Linked DNA regions of Zea mays: region 1 is linked to region 2. A link is a contact called in public Hi-C data. All regions are on one chromosome and are shown on one strand. Each heading gives the region's core, a stretch centred on a gene start, on an enhancer-like site or on the middle of the called end of the contact. The rest is flanking DNA. Distances are from core to core; before and after follow the strand shown.

Region 1 (5,358 bases), core at 790-3,289, 160 kb before region 2:
TTCGGTGATTTATAGCCAGCGGGACCTGGCCAAGCCCGAGAGCGGACACTTTGGTCGTACAGTCGTCAGACTGTCTGGTTGTCACACCCGGTTTTAAGGGTAAACCCTAGTGCGTCTCATATGTGCGCCAAAGAAGATCGACACATACAATGTCTCAGTGTATAGAGAAAAATGTCACCAATTTTATAACATAACAAAAATGTCTTACAAAATAACTGATAATAAATAAATCAAACTAATATTATTTTCTCGGCACCATCAAGCTGACTGGGAGACGACACCTAGATCTTGTCAAACTCATCGTAGTAGTCCTCCTTTGTGGGCGCTCTTCACCTGTGTGTGGGGTGGGTTATCATAAGAGTGAGCTCATAGATATTCATTGCTCAATAAGTTGTGGGGAATAATGTGTTTGAGCTCACTTATGGTGGGGGCTCATGTGTAGTGTAAGGCTGATCAACAAATAATGGTTAAGGATGAGCATTGCTTTTAATATGCTGGTCAAATTTTATTAGCAGTTACTAAGTATAAGTGTATATCATCCAAATAAAATAAGAGATCACAATTGATAAATAATCCCACAATGCAATGCATATGACAGTTTAAGTTTAAATTTCATAAGTTAATCATGCGAGAGTCCTAAGTGGCTCTTGACCGTAAGCATGACTGATAATACCAGTTTTACACTTTGCAGAGGTTGCACATCTTTACCCACAGGCCGTGTTACCCATCTTCCAATGGGTCTAGAAATCCCATTTATCTCTACCGAGGAGACGAGGCAGGGTAGCACTACGAGGCCTTTACAAAGTTCCACTAGCTTCAGAAAACCTGCTACGGTTTCTGCGAGAAGGGGATGATATAGGTATCCCTCGTCCGAAAAGCCATCGTAGCATGATGGACCCGAGAACCTCCCTGTACCGGCAGCTCCTCACACCGTAGCTTTCCTAATTAGTCAGCCAAGGGCATCCTATTCCACCCTTGTAGTAGCACTATTATCTCAAAGTTAAGCTCCCTGTTCCAAGTATTATCATAATCTTATCATGAACAATAAATAATCTAGTAACAATAATAAAATATGATCATATGTCTTATAGCATTATTTTCCAAAACCAGGTAGAGCATAGCCAACTACCCAATAATTCATTTGTATGTAAGGTGTGAGGTAGACAAAACTAGGGCAGCTTATTAGGTCCCATCAAATTTAACCTGAGCATGTCATAGTGATTATAGAGAACATTATTGGATAAAGAAGAGTGGTCAAGGGCACAACTTGCCTTCAATGAGCTCTTGCTCAGATTCTTCTACTTGGATGGCTTCGGGTTTCTCGGCCACTTGTTCGTCTACTTACAACAATACAAACAAACAATTTAGAGACAGAAATTAACATCACACCAAACAATGAAACAACTGCATAATACTATTCTACGTGTTGCTACAAAATCATAGGATCTAGAACCACTAAATTCGGAGTTAAAACAAAAAATTTATGGGTAGAACAATGTTTTTAGGTGCAAAACTCAAATAGATATAGGTTACGCAATATTTAATTATAAAGATATGTGACAAGGTATAGATGATGTTATTACTACATAGACAATTTTATTACGAAGCTAACGCGACCGGAATGGGTTCAATCAGATTTAAAACGATTAAGTTATGATCTTTATAAGATTTCTAGAATTGTTTTTATATTAAAATTTCATTTTATTTTATTAAATCAAGAATTTCCTAGGGCTGTGGCCTGTGGGCGGCGGTCACTAAATCCAAAGAATTCATGGTTTAACTCATAAATTGCAGGACCTCTAGGTAATTTCTTTTAAACTGTAGAGGACGGCAGGTTCAATTTTAAAAACTCGAGGGTCTATTTAACAACTCTGACCGATGAAGGGGTATGCTCGCGTCTGGGTCGTTAGATCGTGGATCCATGGTCCACGACATCCCGGTCGAAGTGGCATTTTATAAGCTAATCTGGATCGCTCGCCGATAGATGAACGGTCAGGGTTTTATGGAGTGAAGGGGTAAGAGGATTCGAATCTTAGTCGCACATCCAGAGACGAACGACTGCCATGTCATCCCCAACCCCACAACCGCGTGAGGCCGGCACCGCCGCACCCCATGACCGAGAGTTCACCGGCGAGGTGAAATACAGTCTCCCTAGGATTAATTCCCAACGTGGATTGGTGCCGGGCGAAGTGTAGACGAAGGCGAAGTGATCGGAGGTGTGCTTACCCAAAACGGTGGCGTTGAGGTAGCTGCTCTCGACGTGTTGCGGCTCCACAACGGATTTTGACTCTAGTTAGCGATTCTGTGTGCTCTGATCAATCGTGGCCTCTGAACCCTCCCCCACGACACCCGTCGTGCTTCCACGAAGCGCCCTGAGTAGTCTCCACTGATGGAACGAGTGCAACAATGTCAGTCCTCGTCTGCAGCCTCACTTCCCTCCTCTTTGGTTGATGGCACTCACGGCGAACATGATTTCGGTTTTATTGTTCCAAGGGCTGAGGATACCCTTCACCCGGCTGGTGCGGGAGGACCACACCATGGTGGTTACCGAGATCTAAGGGACCCTAACAAACTCGTTCTAGAAGCGTCTGCTGCTGGACTGGGCTCCCATGGTGGTGAAGCCGATACCTGAGTGCACACACATCCTATGGTTGAAGAGTGGGCCCCGGTGAGTAGCGAGACCAAAGTGTGGGATTAAGGCGCTGACCCCCTGGCCCACATGTCGGCGCAAAAAAACCCCGTGCGGCCGCTGTTGGGCCTGTGGTCGCGCTCGCCCGAAAGGCCAAGTGGGCCAAAAACAGGGACCTAGCCCGAGTAGCATGTTTCTCTCTTTATTTTTTTCTCCCTTTCTAATTTATAATTCGAATTTGTTTTAAACCAAGGTTCCAAGTCAACTCAAATGCATCACACAAAAATTCTAGCATGAAATGCATCACACAAGCATTCATTTCATATTACATGTCAGAATAATGTCGATATCTGCATTACATGTTAATAAAGTGATACAAGCTGCATATTACATTTGTACCTTCGACTTGCTCGAAGGAGAGAATGAGAGTACAACCTTCCAATAAAGCGTGAACAGTGTGGGGTTACTGTAACACCCCAAGGTCCACAAACACCTCGAGGTGCTACTAAAACTACACTTCTAATAATCTAGTATAAAATTTCAACAACATCTCCTTTGAAAATTGCATAAACGAGGAAGCAATAGAATATAAACAGATATCATGATAAGAAAACATACTAGACATTAATAATCTGCTAGCAATGGGAAGGTAACCATAACGACATGAACTGAATTAACTAGTGCGCACGACTAGATAAAAACAAACATCCTTTGACAAGAAGTTTCTAATTAAATCATGGTTGCGACTGTGCAGCGCTATTATGAGAGTGAAGGTGGACGTGCTGCTACTTCCCTCATTCCTAACATGAATCAAGTACCTGCATTGAATAGTGCAAGCGGGAGATGACACGTCTCAGCAAGTAAAATAATATCAAACTGTTTAACCACATAAGAACATTGTTTTACCAACACTTGACTTCACAACCTTCTTCTTATTATGAAGGTGCAGCACGAATACAATGTACAACACACCTAGTAACCACACCTCGTAGGTAGAAACCACAATAGTAACATAGCAATGACACACTTCATATATACCTCATGAGTGCAAATGACTGCAAATGCAAGGATGACTTATGCCTTCATACCTCTAAGGATATGAAGCCGCATCGTACCACTCCTCAGGCAACGTACGATGCTAAATATACCGGTACGATCGAACCATAAGATCACAACATAACTTCAAAATGCAAGATGGATGATGCGATGTGCATGACATGCCAACAACACTTCACTACATATAACATGCTTCATAATAGTAACTTCAAATTCCTCAAAGACGTGAGTCAACCACATATGCCATTCTCAAATCATGTTCATCAACATTATTAACATATACCATTAATACTTTCGATCAAATAAAACCTCATCGTAGAATTCCATGTTTAACACATGCAATACTTATGAATACTCAATGACAGGGAATAAGATAGCAGTAAAGCGATAGCAAACCACCACTACATTTTACTTGCCTTCGCCGGGAATTCGGAATCTCACTAGGTACGATCCGGAGCCCCACCACCTGTTGTGGGCATTAAACTTAGTACAAATATTCACATAGCATTTGTTAACAATCAACACCACTCCAACGCACAACCCAACATTGACGTGAACAACCACTGCTCCCTACCACCCGCCAACAGCAACAACGCTGCTTGTTAATTTTGTATCTTTAAAATTATTACAGCAGTTCTATCAAACAAATTATCTGAAAGCATCTACACAAAATACTCTACAACTTTGGTATTCAATGGATAATTAAATTTTGGCATCTATAAGTTCTAAAACATCCGACTGAATCTGTTTCAAACAACAACATAGTTAACTTCAAAGTTTGATATCTCCCAAACTACACAACCAAAAATTATGAAATTTTGCTGGCAGTAAGGAATTGTATCCCTCTACATAAGTCTCCATAGTTGGAAGAGCCAATTTAGCCATTTACTAGATAAAATCTACCAGTGAACAGACCTGCTCGGTTTGCTAGGCAAATAGGTACAACCACTGTAAAACAAACATAACTGGAGTTTCAAAATTCATATGATTACAGTCTTTATCAATCTGGAAAGCTTATGACATTATCTACAACTTCTCTCACTAACTCAAAATTTAATTATGTTGATAGAATTGCCTAAATCTTAGGGAACAGATTCTGCACAAAATTATGAGACTGAAAAATTGTTATAATCAAACTTCAATTACTCTTTAATCTGATGTCCCATTGAGGTATTCTTTGCAGCCATGAAAATACCTACAAATTATCTATGACTCATAGAGAGACTTTTTATTTTTTTGAGGCCACTAAGACCACGGAAAACTGGCATGAACAGAAAACTCTGCAGAGACTAATTTCGAGATCAAAATCTAACCCCGACATCTAATCCAACAAAATTGCACCACAAATAACAAAAGGAAAACTAGATCACATTTAACTCGTTATCTCATCCTTCTTCCTCCCACTAATCCACCAATGGAGGATCGTAGCACTAAGAGGAGGAACCAAAGGGGGGAGGTGACTGCCATGGTTGTGGAGTGGCGGCTAGGGATTCTTGAAAGAGGAGGGCGGCTGAAATGGGGAGAAGAGAGGGGAGGGCGGCTGCTAGGTTAGGGGAAAAGAGAGAAAAGCCTCTCATACCCTTGATGCAAAACCGATGGCCCACAATCAAATCTCCCATCCGCGCCCCGATTCAAGCGAACAAATAACCAAATGATATCGTTTAAATGAGAGT
Region 2 (5,170 bases), core at 101-2,600:
GTGGATCGTTTGAGAGAGGGAAGGGTTGAAAGAGACCCGGCCTTTGTGGCCTCCTCAACGGGGAGTAGGTTTGAGAGAACCGAACCTCGGTAAAACAAATCTCCGTGTCTCACTTGCTTATTTGCTTGGGATTTGTTTTTCACCCTCTCTCGCGGACTCGTTTCTATATTACTAACGCTAACCCGGCTTGAAGTTGTGTTTATATTTGTGAATTTCAGTTTCGCCCTATTCACCCCCCCCCTCTAGGCGACTTTCAGTTTCGCAGTCTGAGTTTGTTACAAAGAAACAAACTAATACTGAGAGGGGCTACTATTGGGGGCCTTCGTCTTTTGAAGGTCATCAAAAACACGTTTAACCATTGGTGGCCAAGTATTGCAGGAGCTTCGACACCAGAATACCTTCGATACAGGACATTGGAGGGGCGACGAAGCTAACTTCATCATAGCGACACATGGAGACGATATAAAGAGTCATCATGGATGCTCAAAGCAAAGGACAATGTGCCCTTGTATTATTTGTAAATTCTCTGTGTAACCCTTGTGGGTGTAAATATAATTTCGTACAAAGCTGTACGATTCTCTATAAATAGATGAGCAGTGCCCTTGCATAAAGTACCTTTTGAAGGCTCGGACAATTGCTGTGTGTAATCTTTTCTCTAAAGCACATTCACTTTAATTCATTCTCTAGAGTCGAAGGTACGATCGTAAATTCATTATACGAAAGAGGAAATATGATATTGATACATCTGAGATGAGTCGTTATGTTAAAATTCTTTTACATTCTTCACCTATTTATGCAATTAAGTCATGACTTATTCGGACAGCTTAATGATGAAGGTTGATCATCTTTCTAATATTGTGTTGCCTTATTGATTGTACATACCAATCGGGAACAAGTGACCAACAGCTGCGACTGTTACGCTAACAACCAACGAGGAGGAGACGATCATGATCCTCTAATTTCTCTTCATCGATGCGTGCCCATGTTAGATCGGCGCTCCAACTAGTCTTCCACTGTACTGCGTGTAATGGTAACGATTCATGATTTCTTAAGATTTGTATGTAATGTGATAGATATGTCGAGCACCGTAGCACGTTTCCTAACACAGGCATCAATACAATCAAACTTTTCATCCTCTTTTTGCTGGATGCCTATACTTTCTTCAGCGAAAAAAGATAAATGACTGGATAAAAAGAGAGAGGCCACTGACCGACCAACCCCAACCACATGCAACACACACTTCGCATTTGCATCCATCCCTCGCTCGGTTATGAAATTTTTTAAACCCCTTCCGATCCTAAATAAAACGGAAATCAACCCCACAAAACCCCTGCGTAAAGAGACCCAATTGCTATCTCCTCCAGCATCCACCCAACGGATCCGCGGCAACCGACCACCCATGGGATCGCTCCGGGGCGCGGCAGCCTCCTCCGCGGCGCCGCGCGCGGGCGACCTGGTGACCACGCAGGTTAGCCTTGGTGGATTTGATGCCACCGTCAAGGCGCTCGATCTCGCCGACTTCCTCGAGTTGAATGCGGGCTCGGTCTGGCGCTGCCGCCTCAAGACCTCCTGGACTCCGCCGGACGCCTATCCCGACTTCCTTCTCCCCACCGTCACCTCCGCCGCCGCGCCGCCGCCACAGTACGATCGCGTGCCTCCGCACGCCTTCGTCCACTTTGCGCGCCCGGAGGGCGCGCGCGCCGCCGCCGACGCAGCGGGCCGATCCGAGCTCATCCTCTCCGGCAAACCCCTGCGCGCCGCCTCCGCACAGGACAGCTCCCTTCGGGCATCCCGCCGCCGTAGTGTCTCGCCATTCCGCTTCCCTGGCTCGCGCCTCGAGGTCGGGGATCTCCCGGCCTCGGACGCCTTCATCGCCGCCTGGCGCGGCCCGGCCTCTGGGCTCGAGTTCTCCGTCGACCCGTTCGACGGGTCTTGCCACTTCATCTTCGCCCGCGACACCGCTTTCAAAGTCCGGGAGTTCCGCGAGTCTGTGGTGATGCGCTGCGACGTCAAGCTCCAGTTCCCCGTCCGCGATGTTGCGGAAGTCAGGGTGTTCCGGCTCGACTGCTCGCTGCTGATCCGGCTATCGGCCGCACCGCTGGTCTGTTACCGCACGGCGGATGACGACATCCACGTGTCCGTGCCGTTCGACCTGCTCGACGACGATGACCCGTGGATACGGACCACGGACATCACTCCAAGTGGTGCGATTGGGCGGTGCGGTGCGTATAGAATCACATTCTCGCCGCGGTTCTGGCCAAAGATGGAACGCGCGCTGACGTACATGAGGGATAGGAGGGTGGCGATCCTTGATTGCGTTGGAGGGTGGGGGGCCAGGAGGGGGCTCACCGTGCGTGATGAGCCTGAGTTTGGGGAGCGGATGCAGGACCTGTTCTTCTGCGTGCAGCACGCCGAGGGTCTCAAGTTTCCGGTGTTGTTCCTCGTGAATGCTCTGGTGCACAAGGGAGTAATAAGTCAACACCACCTCACGCCTGAATTCTTCGGTTTGCTCCAGAGGAAGGAGGATGATGTGAATGTGGCTGCCTTGAGGGAATTTTGGGGGGACAAATTTCCAGTTTTTGATGCATGTGGGAGGCTGAAGAATCTGCAGGATAGGGTTGCCAGGTACCTGAAACATCTTCGCAACAAGATTGGGGATGTCAATTCTGAGGTGAGGAGGCTGGTAATCACGCCCACCAAGGCTTATTGCATGCCACCAGAAGTGGAGCGCTCTAATCGCGTCATCCGGCATTATAGTGAAGTCTCAGACCGGTTTCTGAGGGTTACTTTTATGGATGAGAGAATGCAGATGCTCAACAGTAATGTGCTGAATTTCTCTGCTGCACAAATCGTCAAAGATTTGATGTCAAACTCGTTCCTGCATAAGACAACAGTGTACAAGCGTGTTAAAACGTTTTTGACAGAGGGATTCCACATGTGTGGCAGGAAGTACTCGTTTCTTGCATTCTCATCTAACCAGCTGAGGGACAGGTCAGCATGGTTCTTCGCAGAGGACAGAACGACAACAGTGGAAACCATTAGGAAATGGATGGGGCGGTTCACAAGTAAGAATGTAGCAAAGCATGCCGCTCGGATGGGGCAGTGCTTCTCCTCTACATATGCTACGGTGGTGCTGCAGCCGCATGAGGTAAATGAGTGTCTTGATGAAGTTGAACATAACGGGTACATTTTCTCTGATGGAATTGGCAAGATTACGTGCGACCTTGCACTCGAAGTTGCTCAGAAGCTGCAATTGACAGATAATCCCCCATCTGCTTACCAGATTAGGTATGCAGGCTTCAAGGGTGTTATATCTGTCTGGGAAGGAAAAAATGATGGGATACGACTTTCCCTGAGGCCGAGCATGCACAAGTTTGAGTCTAACCATACTGTGTTAGAGGTGGTCTCGTGGACAAAGTTTCAGCCAGGATTCTTAAATCGTCAGATTATTACATTACTGTCCTCCTTGAATGTCCCGGATGCTATCTTTGCTCAAATGCAGGAAGCCATGTTATCTAATCTCAACAATATTTTGTCAGACTCTGATGTTGCTTTTGACATTGTAACCGCCTCTTGTGCTGAGCAAGGAACCACTGCAGCACTGATGTTGAGTGCTGGCATTTCACCTGGAACTGAGCCACACCTGAAAGCAATGCTGTTAGCTATAAGGTCCTCACAGCTGCTAGGTCTTTTGGAGAAGACAAGGATTTTTGTGCCCAAGGGAAGGTGGTTGATGGGCTGCCTTGATGAACTTGGGATCCTTGAGCAAGGGCAGTGCTTTATCCGGGCATCATCTCCATCACTCAATAATTGTCTGGTGAAGTATGGATCAAGATTGTCTGCAGCAAACACAAATGCAGAGACCATTCTGGGTACTATCGTAATGGCAAAGAATCCATGCCTTCATCCAGGGGATGTCCGAATCCTTGAAGCTGTTGATGTGCCTGAACTGCATCACCTTGTTGATTGCTTGGTCTTCCCCAAGAAAGGTGAGAGGCCGCACGCGAATGAAGCATCTGGGAGTGATCTTGATGGGGATCTATACTTCGTAACATGGGATGAAAACCTTATACCACCTGGTAAAAAGAGTTGGAACCCTATGGACTACTCCCCAGCTGAAGCAAAACAACTGCCACGCGCAGTATCCCAACATGTGAGTCCAACTATTCTTGGAATTTCTTCCCTTGAAAGTTCAATATATGTATGCATTCCCTCAAACATTAGTTTAATGTTATGATGCCATCCCATTACTAAATTCTGCTTGACAGTTAGTGTTTTTACTGAGCAAACTCTGCTGTAGCTAATATTGAAGTTGAGCATATAGTTCCATGGAATTTGTATCATAGGTTCAACTCTGAATCAGGGATTGTATTTCTTCCTAGTTCCTACTAATTCCATACCTGTTAATTAACTTAATTGGCATGTCACATGTGAAATCCTATAGTTTTGGACTATGTCTTTATATGGTTATATCGTCTTCTACTCCCTCCAGTCTGGTTTCTAAGCTATCCTTGTATCTTAGAGAAAGTCTGTAATATTAGGCGTCACTCGTATGTCGAGACAGGATTTAACTCATAGACAGAACCGAACAGGCATTTGCATGGGTATTTTCCCTTTTTCTTTCAGCTTAATTAATAATGATCTAATAAAAAATTGGTAGCCAACATTTGATTAATATTGAGGCGATTATTGTGCTGCAATCACATGCATGCAACAAAAAACGATCCAATAAACAAAGCGCTGGATTAATACGATGTTACAAACACCCCGTTGCTCCTTGGCATTTGTGATTTCACCATATGCGCCTTAGCCGACTCCTGATTGTAAGGATCTTTGCAGCCTATCTTTTAGTCTATCTATTATGACCAGCAAAGTATATAGCCGGAGGCCTAAAAGGCCAGCTGATCGGCCCACAGTAGGGGATGCTGCAGATAAGGGATTAGAGAAAGATTAGATAGATTCTGTTTCAGGGTTGTTGCAAACAGATTAAATCCTTAAGATAAGGAGTTTGTTAAATGAGTTTGTTAGGATCTGGAGTCTGTTGGGTCCAGGACTATATAGTCCTATTTCTGTAATCATTATGGTCAGCAAGAGATTAATCTAAAGATGAGATTGTTCCTTGCTTCCCCGTGTTTTCCCCACTGTGCGACACGGTAGGGAGTAGGGACTG

What was found. A called contact is a pair of places that touch in the nucleus more often than the background predicts.
Region 1: a contact with region 2 is called in a Hi-C map of endosperm, with 2.5 times the contacts expected there. The contact joins the enhancer-like site here to the promoter of LOC100274261 in region 2. A contact is called at or near these places in 2 of 25 Hi-C or Micro-C datasets (endosperm and leaf).

What each region holds. Positions count from the first base shown.
Region 1 is chr3:89,951,027-89,956,384 of Zm-B73-REFERENCE-NAM-5.0, reverse strand. No RefSeq gene overlaps it. Among protein-coding and RNA genes, the nearest start is that of LOC100274261, 160 kb to the right of the region's middle. Within about 2 kb of position 2,039, at least 17 of the 20 cell types and tissues checked have an H3K27ac peak or open chromatin away from gene starts, as enhancers often do. A contact at or near this core is called in endosperm and leaf, where this site is marked.
Region 2 is chr3:89,792,354-89,797,523 of Zm-B73-REFERENCE-NAM-5.0, reverse strand. LOC100274261 reads left to right here and starts at 1,350. Exons shown (of 2, transcript NM_001148625.2): 1 at 1,350-4,153. The coding sequence starts at 1,400.